2 separate regions of the Cyprinus carpio genome follow, and region 2 is linked to region 1. A link is a contact called in public Hi-C data. All regions are on one chromosome and are shown on one strand. The core of a region is the stretch at or near the end of the contact, and the rest is flanking DNA. Distances in the headings are between cores, read along the strand shown. Region 1 has its middle 19 kb from the start of gpa33a. Region 2 holds the start of dusp27 (serine/threonine/tyrosine-interacting-like protein 2).

Region 1 (6,617 bases), core at 2,060-4,559:
CACCATTATCTGAGCAGAACGAGGCAGCGTGCTCAAACTCGTCTCCAGCACCAAACCTCATTTGTTTGTGCAAACGTCTTCTACGCAGAATAAGCCTGAGGACATTCATCTTCTCTTCTGCACAAAAGCATCTTCCTCAAACACGCCAGTCATCTTCATCACAGCTCATTCGTTAAAGGCTGCTCGTTCGCTGTGATCCTTGTGTGCTTCACTATTATATCTGAGGAATCATTCGAGAATAACTAATATTGGCCAGGATAGCGGACTAGCCGACCTTTAAACACCTTTAATAAAGGAATTCTCTACTAGTTTTGAAATGGCCATCACTTGAGAAAGATGCTTTTGTCAACTATATTAGCTGCGTATTTGATTCTTTTCAATTATTTTGAAAACTGAATAGAACAGGCAGGAAGTGACGGTGGAAAATCTCCTCTCAAGAGTCTCTCGTTTTGATCAGATGTTCCGGAAGTTTAATCACAGGACTCCGTAAAAACAATGACATTCAGGTGACTGGATGGTGAAAGTGAATGATAATCAAGACAAATTTATGATATCAGAGGTGGAACAGGTTATTTTCTTTTTTAGAATTATTATTAAGTATTTATTAAGTTGCCTTGAAAAAGCTAACTTACTGATCTGCTATTTAAACATTATTATTATTATTATTATTATTATTATTATTATTATTATTATTAAACAGCATCACAAAACTTGGGTCAGACCTAAGCTGATTGGCTGCTTTGTCTTCCGAGCTGGATTTAACGTGGTTTTGATCACTTTTTCAGCCGGTCTGGCTGGTCTTAGCTGGTCAAGCTGGGAGACCTGCTAGAAGACCAGCCAACTTTAAACCTGAGACTAGGCTGGTTTTAGCTGTTGTTGTTGTTGTTTGGTTAAATTAGCTGGTTTGAAATGGTTTTAGCTGTTTTTTACTAAATCTGCTGGTTTTAGCTGGATGTTTAACTGTTTTTGCTAACAAAATGCTAATCATGCTAGTAACATGCTAATCATGTTAAAATCATGTTAGCAACATACTAATCGTATTAGAAACATGCTTGCAAAATGCTAATCATGCTAGAAACATGCTAGCAACATGGCAACAATGTTAAAACTTGTTAATGTGTTAAATTGTCTAAGCTATCAACATCTATCTAATCTATCTAAAATTAAAGGCATAGTTCACCCAAAAATGGAAATTCTGATCTTCATTCATCTTCAGAACACAAGTTAAGATATTTTTGGTGAAAACCGAGAGCTTTCTGTCCCTCCATTGAGAGCAAGGGTACTACGGAGGGTCAGAGAGCTCTCGGATTTCATCAAAAATATCTTAATTTATGTTCTGAAGATGAACGAAGGTCTTACGGGTTTGGACCGACATGAGGGTGAGTAATTAATGAAGAATTAATTAGTAATTAATGACAGAATTTTCATTTTTGGGTGAACTATCCCTTTAAAGAATAAAACTGCTTCAAATGTAAAGACAAGGCTTTTTGAGCCAACTTCAAAGTTTGTTCACAAACTTTAGGCTACTCGTCTAGTTTTATTTAGAATGAGATGCACTGATGACTAACAGCAGGAAAATAGAGCAGAAAATGGAGTTCATTTGGATTTCAAGTTGACTTTAAAAATCTGGTCAGCCAGGCAGTGAATGCTGTGCAAGTGGGAGAGGTTTATGTGTGTTTGCATATGTATACATGTGTGTGTGTGTGTGTGTGTGAGGCTCAGGATGTGTGATGGTGATTGTCGGTATCTGCTGCACACCAGCGCGTGTTTGTTCTGATCCACACACCGAGCTCTGCGTGATTCCTGCGCTGCTGCCGCTGATTGGCTGCTGATAAGTGTTATCACTGAGGGCTTGTGTCGTTGTGTGGTTTGCGCATCGGTTGTTGCTTCTATGAAACTGGACGGAGCGCAATAACACGCCTCAGGCCATGGTTTTTATACTGTACAAACTGTATTTTCTATCGCCCTACACCTAAACCCACCCCTCACAGGAAATATTGTGCATTTTTAGATTCACAGAAACTTCATTATGTATGATTTATAAGCTTGTTTCCTCACGAAGACCTAAAAAATGATCCCACAATGTGAACATTTATTGGTCTTACTATCCTTAAGAACATTTGGTCCTCATAACGTGATAAAAAACACACAATCTCTCTCTCTCTCTCTCTCTCTCTCTCTCACACACACACACACACACACACGCGCGCGCGCGCGCTTCGGAAGCTTTATTGGTGAGGACTTTTCATAGAATCAATGATAATGACATTTTCTGGCCCAGCAGCTCAAACTAACCCTCACTCAAACAAACTTGTTGCCATTATTAGCTTCACAGCAGAACATGATTTGACCGATAAAACCACGCGTTTTAATATTTACTCATCAAACTTCAAAGACATTTTAATACTCTCCTTCACATGAGATCTGATGAGGCGTCGCGTCAACACAAACATACAGATCCCAGTCAAATATAACGACAGACATCGACCGAACACATCTGTCGAAGCTGCTCGGATAAACGCCATGCCTTATGTTTTATTTCATTTTATGTAATAATAATAATAATAATAATAATAATAATAATAATAATAATAATAAAATAATAATAATAATATGTTTAATTTATATAGCGCCTTTCCCGAGCTCAAGGACGCTGAACATGGTACACCAAAGCAAGAAATATTGATAACAATGTAACATATGTAACATTATGAGCCTGATAAACATGCCAGATATTATATTTATTTGGGATTACTCTCGTATTGTCGTTCACACAGGAAAAGGGACAAATACTCTGATTTTCACGTCATTTCTTAACTTTCAGAGGTGAAATAAATAATGAGACTGGCAGTAAACACGGATTGAGTCTCTTAAAGCGAATCAAATGAGTTTTCAGTGGAAACGCGTCTCGTGACAGATTCGCTCTCCTCAACTCGAGGACAAACATGTATTCTGTATTATATAAAGCAGTAACACACTGACACCCAACTGAATATCAATTGAAATGACATCTGTTCAAGTTAAACAAAAAGCATAAACATCACTTTTATACGCAGCTTAGAACGCAAACAACATCGATCCACGCGAATAAACGCAGACATTCGCCTGTGAGCGTCATGAAGTGTCTCAGCTCGTAATGCGCGTTCTGTAGAAAGAGTGCCTTACCTTCTCACAAATCCTGGAAATCGTTCTTGATTTGCCTAGAAACCATTAAAGCGGCGGCGGACGCGCGGTGCTCGCGTCTGAGCGGCGGATCTGGTCTGCGTCGCTCCGCCTGATCGCGCGTCACGCCGCGTCTTCACACCGCACTGATCTTACGAGGCGGGACTCATTAGTGGAGCAGATGCAACGCGACCTGTTTGAGAGCACGATGACATCCGATCCACGCGCTCGCGCTCCTCATTCACTCATCGAGCTGGAAAAACACGCATCCGCTGGTTCACACACACTCAGAGCACACCGGGGCTAGTTGTCACACCTGAGTAACCAGGGACCCCACGCAAACGTACATGCATCTCCATATAGCCCATGAGATATGCTGTCATAAAGTAAAAACAGAAATATAACCTACTGGAAATGTGAACAATTAAAATATGTAAATGATATACATGTATTTTAAAAACATTACACACACATATAATATCCCTGTTTATATAGGTTGTTTTAATGCATTTGTTTATATAAACTAAATATGTTGACATAGATGGCTGCTACATATATGAATCTTAAAGATATTAGTACATATAGGTCTATATATTTTACTATGGGGATTTTTTTATGTTGGCTAGTACACATCTAATATCTTCACCTTCATGTATGTGGAAATTATTTATCACTTTATAGGTAACATTGTATTTTTATTTTATTTTTTTCAATATTTCTCTTGTTAAAGGGCAACACATACTGCCCTTCAAACGTTTGGGATCGGTAAGATTTTTCAAGGTTTTTTTTGTTTGTTTGTTTTTGTTTTTTAAAGAAGGCTGTGTCTATTTGATCAAAAATACAGAAAACGGTGTAATTTTGCGATATGGGCATTCTTAATGTCAGGAGGGGGCAAGTTGTCACTTGTTTTATATATTGTATTTTTACACAATCTATTAATGTTAGCCAAAACAATGGTTTGTGTGTGTGTTCTGTTTTACTGCCTCATGAACTGTTTTGTGGTTGTTTTTCCTGTTAAATGTTGCTGAAATCCATATAATCTTCAACAAAATAAATGTTTTTTATAGTCTAGACTATAGGCTTTGAGCTGACCCTGAGAAATATTCAAACGTGTGACAGCTAGCCCCGTCCCATCATGTCATACAGTACACTGATCCAGTATTATCAATATCAGACCTTATATGACTCTATAACTGAGGCCAAGCGGGTTCTGAATCAAATGGATTTTATTACATTAATGGCTGTTTTTTTCTCAAGTGGATCGGAATAAACATCCTTCCTGAAACCCGGTGATCATCTGGTGAATGGACTGAAAAGATGCCATTTATTTTACTCAAGGCATTTTGAACAAAGACAGACAGAAAGAGCTGAAATAGTACATTATGAGATCATTATGATGCCTGAACCAAGATTACACCGGACCTTCCATTAGTGTTATTGATGTACGGACGAGGACACACACTGAACACACATGAATCAGAGACTGACAGGATCATGAAGCTGAATCTCCATGAAGAGAGGGAGCTGAGAAAGACTTCTCAAGTGAAGAACGGGAATACTGTGCGGCTGAACTTTGCTCTGCTGCTGGTGATGAGTCAGTCGTCGCAGGGGATATAGATGCATTGGAGGGCAAAAGTCCAGACAGAGTGTTTTATGAGTCTACAGTACTTCACTTGTTTCGAAGGCTGTGACTGAAAGCAGCGTGTGGAGCTTGGATGGACGGTCTAAACTCATCTGATCAGCCAGGTTTAAAATAACCCAGTAATGATGCATGCGAGTAATTATCCAGTCATGCAGAAGTGATGGGCTGGACGTTTAGCACTGAACACAATAAAGACTGCAGACACCATCACAGAACACAACATGATGAATGTTTGACCAGCATTCACACACTGTTCACTGAGTCATTTATTCACCAGCACCATTCTCCAAAACACACATGGGTCTGTCTTCAAAACAACTTTTGATTTTTGTGATTTTTATGCGCCAGAATAAAGACTAAAAGCTAAAACAGTATCATTTACTCCACTCTTATTTCAAATGGTGACAGCGCTGATTCTCTTACCCCTCGTCATTTATAAATCTCACAATTCATATGCGGTTGTGTTCAATCATTAAAAGTACAGGACAGTTATTAATAGATGAATGGTGATCATTTACAGCGCTGTAGATGCATTCAGGTACATCATTCTGCATCAAAAACATTGCTGGAACAGAATGAAAGTGAGAAGTGAAATGTCAAAAACACTCTGACGGCTGGAGCGTTCTGATAACAAACCACATTAACTGAAAGAGGGAAGCCTGCCCCTTCGTCCTCACACTGTATTGCTTGATTCTTTTCTTTTCCTAAGCAAGCTTTTTCTTTCCAAAACCTGAAGCTCCTGAAATGGTTCATAGTTTTCATTGCTCTATGTCTACGTTTTTCTGCACTGAATCTCCTGTCACCGTGTGTGTAGAGATACTTAGCAGGGAAACACTCTCTGATTTCTGATTTCTGAAGACGAGTGCAGTTGTGATTCCCTGATGAGAGATCTGGAGAGTTTCTACAATCTCTTTTTAATGTGTTCACATCTGACGTGATGAGATCACCACCATCTACAGCATCATCGTACACAAACATCATTTGAGCTCATAATTCATCCTCATCTCTTTTCGAGGGAATTCAGAAACAAATGAGTTCATGAAATGTGTCACTAAACCTGCAGCCTTCATCAGCGAGGGTTGACAGTTTTTATTTCAACACATTTTCAAAACTTTGCCTCTTTTTTTTCCAGATCCCCCTTAACAAAAAGTAGTGTACTTCAAGTTTATTTTAAAGTATACTTAACTACAGTTTAAGTATATTTTTATTTTTATTTTAGTAGTATGCTTGCAAGTGTACTATTTCAATACTCCTTGGGACTAAATTGGCCCCCTTTCTAGTATATAAAATTATACTTTTAAGTATACTTTAAGTATAACAGTAGTAAACTTTGAGTACACAACTAGTTTACATCTATGTTTTAAGTTTGTACTGCAACTTCTCAAAAAATGAACTTATAGGTTTACTGATTTTTTAGTTTAATTAAATACTTGTAGCATTTTTAGTACACTTTGAAGTATAGTCTCAGTAGTTTATACTGCAAGTATACTCATAAATGAACTTTACATTGTACTTTAAGTATACTACTATGTCCCTATTTGGTATTAATGTGTATATATTTTGTTATATGAATATCTGAACATACCAAACATCAAAAGAAAGACCAGGGTATCTGCTTGTAAACAAAATAACCATTTTATTCTAGCTTCATGCATTCTTTTTTATAAACACATGAATGTGGATACGTTTCATAAAAAAAGAAAAAAGAAAAGAAATAAAGAACATTTTGAACAAAAAGCTGAAAAAAGACTGTGAATTGGATTCAGAATGATAATCAAAATGTAGATGGAGTCCAAAAGCTTGACAGTCATTA
Region 2 (6,617 bases), core at 2,280-4,779, 37 kb before region 1:
GAAGCAGTCATAAGTAGCACAGGTGTATTTGTAGCAATAGACAACAATACATTGTATGAGTCACAATTATACATTTCTCTTTTATGACAAAAATCATTAGGATATTAAGATCATGTTCCATGAAGATATTTAGTAAATGTACTAAACTAAATAAATCAAAACTTAATTTTTGATTAGTAATATGCATTGCTAAGAACTTCATTAAAAAAAATTTAAACAATATTTACACAATATTTATACCTCATATCCCACACATACCAAATATTTTCCAAACAAACAAACCATAAAAAACCAGACATCAATGGAGAGATTATTTATTCAGCTTTCAGATGATGTGTGAATCTCAATTTCCAAAAATGGACTCTTATGACTGGTTTTGTGCTCCAGGGTCACATACAGTATATTAATATTCGTGGTGTTGACTCACTTCTCTGCGATGTAGATGTTGGGCCAGACCTCGTCGACGGGGTTGAAGGGCGCCTCGAGACGGTCCTGGGTCAGCGCTCTCTGGATGTCCAGCACGCAGGGCGTGTTGTAGGGACTGCGGTCATCGATCATGTCCTTCACCCTGTTGTACAGATCCTCCACCATCAGCTGCTCGGCCGACTCCAGCATGCTGTCAGGGGCCTCCGGGGTCCGGATCTCTCTGGACTTCAGCTCTGAGAACAGACAGATGGACACGAGACGACACAGACATCAACACAACACTATAACACTAGATGTTTGACCAGCGCTAGTACTCGTGAGCACTGACTTCACTCACACTAGTAACTTCTTATAATTAAAATACAACTAACCTGTTCACATCACAGGTCGTTTTACAAGAAAATGCTGTTTCAGTCTTTTTTTACTTTAAAGTTTCATCTTTAATTCAATGTGGTACTTATGGAAGCCTGTTTTTTCTTTTCTTTTTTTTTTTTTTTTACTAAGAGATTAAAATAAATAAATAAATAAATAAGGTAACTGCAACTTTATCTCACAATTTAGACACTTTTTAAAATCAAAATTAGATTGCAAGTTTACATCTCTAAATTCTGAGTTTAAACCCCACAATTCTGACTTTTTTTCAGAATAGTAAGATATAACCTCAGAATTGCATTACAAAAAAAAAAAAAAAATCACCAAAAAAAAAAATCTCTATACTAGAAAACATTATAGTATTTGTGAAATGTCCTACCAATTTCTAAGTGAAAATTGTTTCATAGTAAATCCTGCGCCAGATTTGTCTCTTGAGATGATTTTGCCAAGGAAGACTTGTTCCTGGATCAACATTACTGTCAGAAAATATAGACCTAACCCAATCCCTACCCTTAAACCTAACCATACCCATAATTTATTCCTAAAATCAGAGGGAAATGATAAGTGAATAACGAGGGTGTAAAAGCATCTAACCCTGATTGTAAGTCTAAAACTGACATTTCTTGAAAACGTATCTCTGGATTCTGATTGGTTGATTGGAGTGTTGCTCCAGGAACGTGCTGTACTTGGTGAAATCACGTTCACCTGTGAATGAAGCAGGTCTGATCTCTAACCTTCACCGATGATCTTCTTGGCAGCGATGGAGGAGGACAGATGAATCGGCTCCATGAAGATACTCTCAGCATCAGAGCCGGAGATCATGGAGAAGCGATCGGACATCATGGAGAAGCTGCGTGAGATCAAACACACCCTCAGCATCATCACAGCAGCGTTTAACAGAGTTCTGTTATCAGATGTGAACAGACCTGGGAGAAGGACAGCGCAAGTAACGCGACTGAACGTCTTTAACAGGCACCGCTTCATCAGGATGAGGAACCTGCTGATCATCTGCAGCGCTGCTCTCGCCGGACCACGCCATCATCTACACACACACACACACACACACACACACACACACACACACACACACACACACACACACACACACACACACACACGATATTACAGTCTTTCAGCTGCTTACACACACAATCTTTACCTGTCACACCGTTTCTGAAAGCTGTATCAGCAGAAGCACACAGTTTTCAATTTCAGAAAACACTTTTGCAAAACACACAACACACAGTTCTCTATGTAACACACACATCTAACAGGAATTAATATTATGGCAAAGGTGTTTGCAAATGCTTGCTTTTGAGATGTGTGTGTGATATTTTGAATACAGTGCTTCATTTTGCAAGAGATGCATTTTACATTTTGTGTGCAGTTCTTGGATTTGTGTGTAAAGTTTGGAAAAAAAGAGGCAAAGATTTGAAAATGTGTGTAAGCAGAAAAAAACTGTAAACAAAATTATGAGCATTTAAGAGAAGTCGAACAGAAACAGTCAAAACATCCTTACATCATTAAAATCAGATCATTCGAATGGCATAATATCTCAAACTAAACTAAACTTGTTACCAAGTTCTAAAAATCAAAAGAACAGAAACACGAGCCGAAGCTGTTTGACTGGTGATCAGTCTCTAGTTTGAAGGAACCACTGAAAACCAGTGTTGAGCAAATAAATGTAACTAATCTGTTACTGAGAAAAAAAGGTGTAATTAAACTACTTTTACAGCTATTAAACTATTTCTTCTTATGGTCTTAAATCTGTATTTATCCTTAAGTAAAAAGAGGTGCTAAAGTCTGATTTTGTGGTGGCTGTGCTTTAAAATTAAATTATTATAATCTTAATTCAAGTGATGAAGGATTCTGAAAGTCTGACAGTAATCAGTGTTGAACGCTACTGTAACATTAAACACTGCCTGCTTTATATCTTTCAAAATGAGTAACAGTTGAAAACATTCGAAATGTAATCAAAAAGTAATCAGCTACATTACTTTAATAAAGAAATTGAAATAGTTACACTACTTATTACATTTTTAACAGGGTAACTTGTAATCTGTAACCCATTACTCTTCCTAAGTTACCTTCTCAACACTGGAGAAAACACACGACAGGATAAAAAACAACACACATTTGACCACAACAACAACAGGTTGACCAGACCTCTGCCTGCGTGTGTGTGTGTGTGTGTGTGTGTGTGTGTGTGTGTGTGTGTGTGTGTGTGTGTGTGTGTGTGTGTGTGTGTGTGTGTGTGTCAGAATGAGTGACTATATATAGAGAGTGACAGCTGCAGAGATTCTTCTGGAACAGGGAGGTCACAAACACACACACACACAGAGACACACACACACACACACACACACACACACACACACACACACACACACACACACACACACACACACACAGAGCCAGGTAATAAAGAACACAGACCACACATACACACACACACACAGACACACACACACACACACACACACACACAGAGAAACACAAACACAGACAAACACAGACAAACACAAACACAGACACACACAGGCACACACACACACACACACACACACACTTACCCTGCTCAGTCTTTATGTGTCTCTGTGATCTTTCTTCTGACCTGATCGTCTGCGGCCGTCGGGCTCCGTCTCAAGCAGCTCTGAGCTCTGTCCGTGTGTTTAGACTCTAAACTTAGAGGTTCCTCACACTCCACCGGCCCCGGGGCCGCCCACGTGACATCAGAGGGGTCTGACAGCCCCAGGGGCTCTTAAAGGGCCGGAGCTCTTATCATGACGATATAACAGTCTGCTGAAACAAACGCTATGAACGAATCAATCCAAACCAACATTTGTTTTCATCTCAGTCTCATAATTAGTGTTCTCAACTGCTTACACTTTAAAAAGCCTTCTATATGTGACAAAAACAATATTTATCCTGTGTATATTTATTATGTATATATAAATGCACACACATACAGTATATATTTTGAAAATATTTATACGTATTTACATGTATACATTTGAATTATATATAAATATATTTAATGTATAAACATATTTTTTTTCTTAAATATATACATGCATGTGTGTGTATTTATATATACATAATAAATATTATTATATAAACAAAAACTTATATTTTGAATAATATTAATACATCAACAACAATTATAATAAAATAAAATAAAATAAATTATATTATATTATATTATATTATATTATATTATTATTATATTATATTATGGCTGATTTATGATTTATGGACATATGGATAATGGATAATGCACACGCAGCATTTTTTCAAATTAATAAATACTTTTTCCGGCTGCTTGTTCTTCCGAGCGTTGTTTTCCTTTTGATTTGGTGTTATATTTCAGTCCTCTGATGCTGTTCTATCGCTGTCAGACGCGAGGTGGCGCTAATGACCTTTTCCTGACCTGCCAGGGTTCGACGTGACGTCACACGCGTAAAGACACGCCCACCCTAAGAGCAAAACGGCTGAGCGCAGGTTTGTACTGAGAAAGACCAAACTCGATATACACATCATTAATGCAGAGAACTATATACAGGTGCGCAGAAGAACACAAAACACCACACTCTCTTTCAGCTCATCTTTATTTGACCACATGGGAATACGATTTTCCCACAGATGACAAAATGTATAAGATAAACAAACGCTTACAGAAAGCACACGAGATTAATCTAATGTACAAAAACATGTTAGTCAGAATATATACTGCTCTTCTGTGACAGCGGACGCTTTTATGACTCTATAAACCTCTCTTTAAATATATCACAACCTCTCTAACGTGTTTCTAAAGTTGATCCGCAGAAATAACAGTGGAGTGATTATTAACATTTATAACAACAGGAAAAACCCGCAGGAGTTATAAGGCACAGACACGACACACACACACACACACACTCACAAACACACACAACACACACACACACACACACACACACACACCACAGAGAAACAGCCAACGACAAATTATCCGTCAGAGAGGAAAACCAAGAGGAAATGTTTCTGAAACATGAACTCACACTAAAATGAATCTGAAAAACAGTGAACAAATAACACAGTGCTTCAGTCTCTCTAATGCACACATAGAAACCACACACACACACACACACACACACACACACACACACACACACACACACACACACACACACACACTCACTCACCTAAACAAACTCCATAACTCTCCCTCTCTCTCTTTACCTCCCCTCTCCTCAAACACACACACACACACACACACACACACTCTCTCACACACACACACACTCACAGATTCTGGTTATAGTAACATTATCTCTCTCCCTGTCTGTCTGTCTGTGTATATATATATATATGTATATGACACTTTTTTTATAAAGAGCTCAAATCAAACTTGCTTAACAGCCAAGAACAGACATATAAAAATAAAACTGTCATTTTGTTGATCATAAAGTGTTTTCTAATCTTCAGTAGTTTTATACAGCACTCGTCATTATCATGATGTCATTTCTCGTGAATGAAGGTTCAGAAACACGACTGTGACTTTCTTCAACGTTTGCATCACATCCAACACAATTAAAACCCTGAATCAGTTTATGTTCCAGCAATGAACGTTAATCAAACATCACGATTAAACATAACTCATCACAAGCACATTTATAAACTACACCACACGCTTTCACATAAATGAATCTGTCTCAAACATCTGAAGAGGTGTGAAGGAGCTACTTCTGGTGCAGTGACTGAAACGGTGGAGTTATGTGTCTGATGTCTTAAACAGTGACTCCAGATTTCACTGCATTCATGGAAACTGCTGTAGTTTAATAAAATAAAGCCTCAACATCCACAAAGCGAGTGAACGTTTGGCTTTCTTCACTCTAGTGGTATTGCGTCGCGTGTCTCATCCTCATCACAACCGTACATTCATCACATCATCACTCGCTCAACGAGTAAACCATCTAACTACAGAGTTTCTGTACAACTCTTCTTCACCCTGATGGGACTCACATTTCTGCTTCGTCTGATCGCTGGATAGTCAGCACACTCGTCTCATCGTGTGTCTTTGGTGTGCATACTTTTGTATTCATGGCTTGTAGATGCTTCACCAAATCCCTAAGAATTACATCTAGACGTGTGACAGAAGGGTTATCACCCGTCACACACTGGGCGAGGATCACAGTGAAGTGAGCAGATGCCAGAATCTGCGGTCCATTATTCAAAAATATTCCTGCATCGTCTGGTTTTTAAGGTCTGAGTGTGTTTTAGTTCGTCAGAAGGACCATCGACTCCAGAAAAACCCGTCAGAACGGCCCTGTGATCACTTATAAAGCTTGAGTTCAGCTGTTCGTGTGTGAGTGTGTGTGTGTGTGTGTGTGTGTGTGTGTGTGTGTGTGTGTGTGTGTGTGAGTGTGTGATAGTGTATGAGTGTGTGTGTGTGAGTGTAAATGTGTGTGTGTGTGTGTGTGTGTGTGTGTGTGAGAGAGAGAGAGTGTGTGTGTGTGTTAGAGTGCAGGCCCTGAATGATGACGCAGTTTGTGTGGATTCATATGCAATAGTGTGGATCTGAATCAGAGCACACGTGCATGTTTTCTATATTCATCACATTCCTCAGCGTGTGATCTTCTCTCTCATGTCATCTGAACTTAAAGCACTGGATCTGGATGGGACTCAAACACGAGAAACTGAACAAAACCTGAATTAACTCTCTCGTACTGTTTAAATTTTGTTTTCATAAAATTTGTAAAATATATTTTTTAAAAATTGTTAAATATTTTTTCAGTTAATGTAGTATTTAAGTTAAAAAAAGAGCAAAAGTATTTAAA

The links. A called contact is a pair of places that touch in the nucleus more often than the background predicts.
Region 2: a contact with region 1 is called in a Hi-C map of red blood cells, with 4 times the contacts expected there. The contact joins the promoter of dusp27 here to the enhancer-like site in region 1. A contact is called at or near these places in 4 of 8 Hi-C or Micro-C datasets (liver, red blood cells and skeletal muscle).

The regions. Positions count from the first base shown.
Region 1 is chrB1:23,650,558-23,657,174 of ASM1834038v1, reverse strand. It overlaps the pseudogene LOC109102517. Among protein-coding and RNA genes, the nearest start is that of gpa33a, 19 kb to the right of the region's middle. Within about 2 kb of position 3,309, at least 3 of the 8 cell types and tissues checked have an H3K27ac peak or open chromatin away from gene starts, as enhancers often do.
Region 2 is chrB1:23,687,462-23,694,078 of ASM1834038v1, reverse strand. It overlaps dusp27 (serine/threonine/tyrosine-interacting-like protein 2), which reads right to left and starts at 3,529. Exons shown (of 6, transcript XM_019115889.2): 1 at 3,372-3,529; 2 at 1,725-1,840; 3 at 1,533-1,648; 4 at 428-659. The coding sequence starts at 1,840.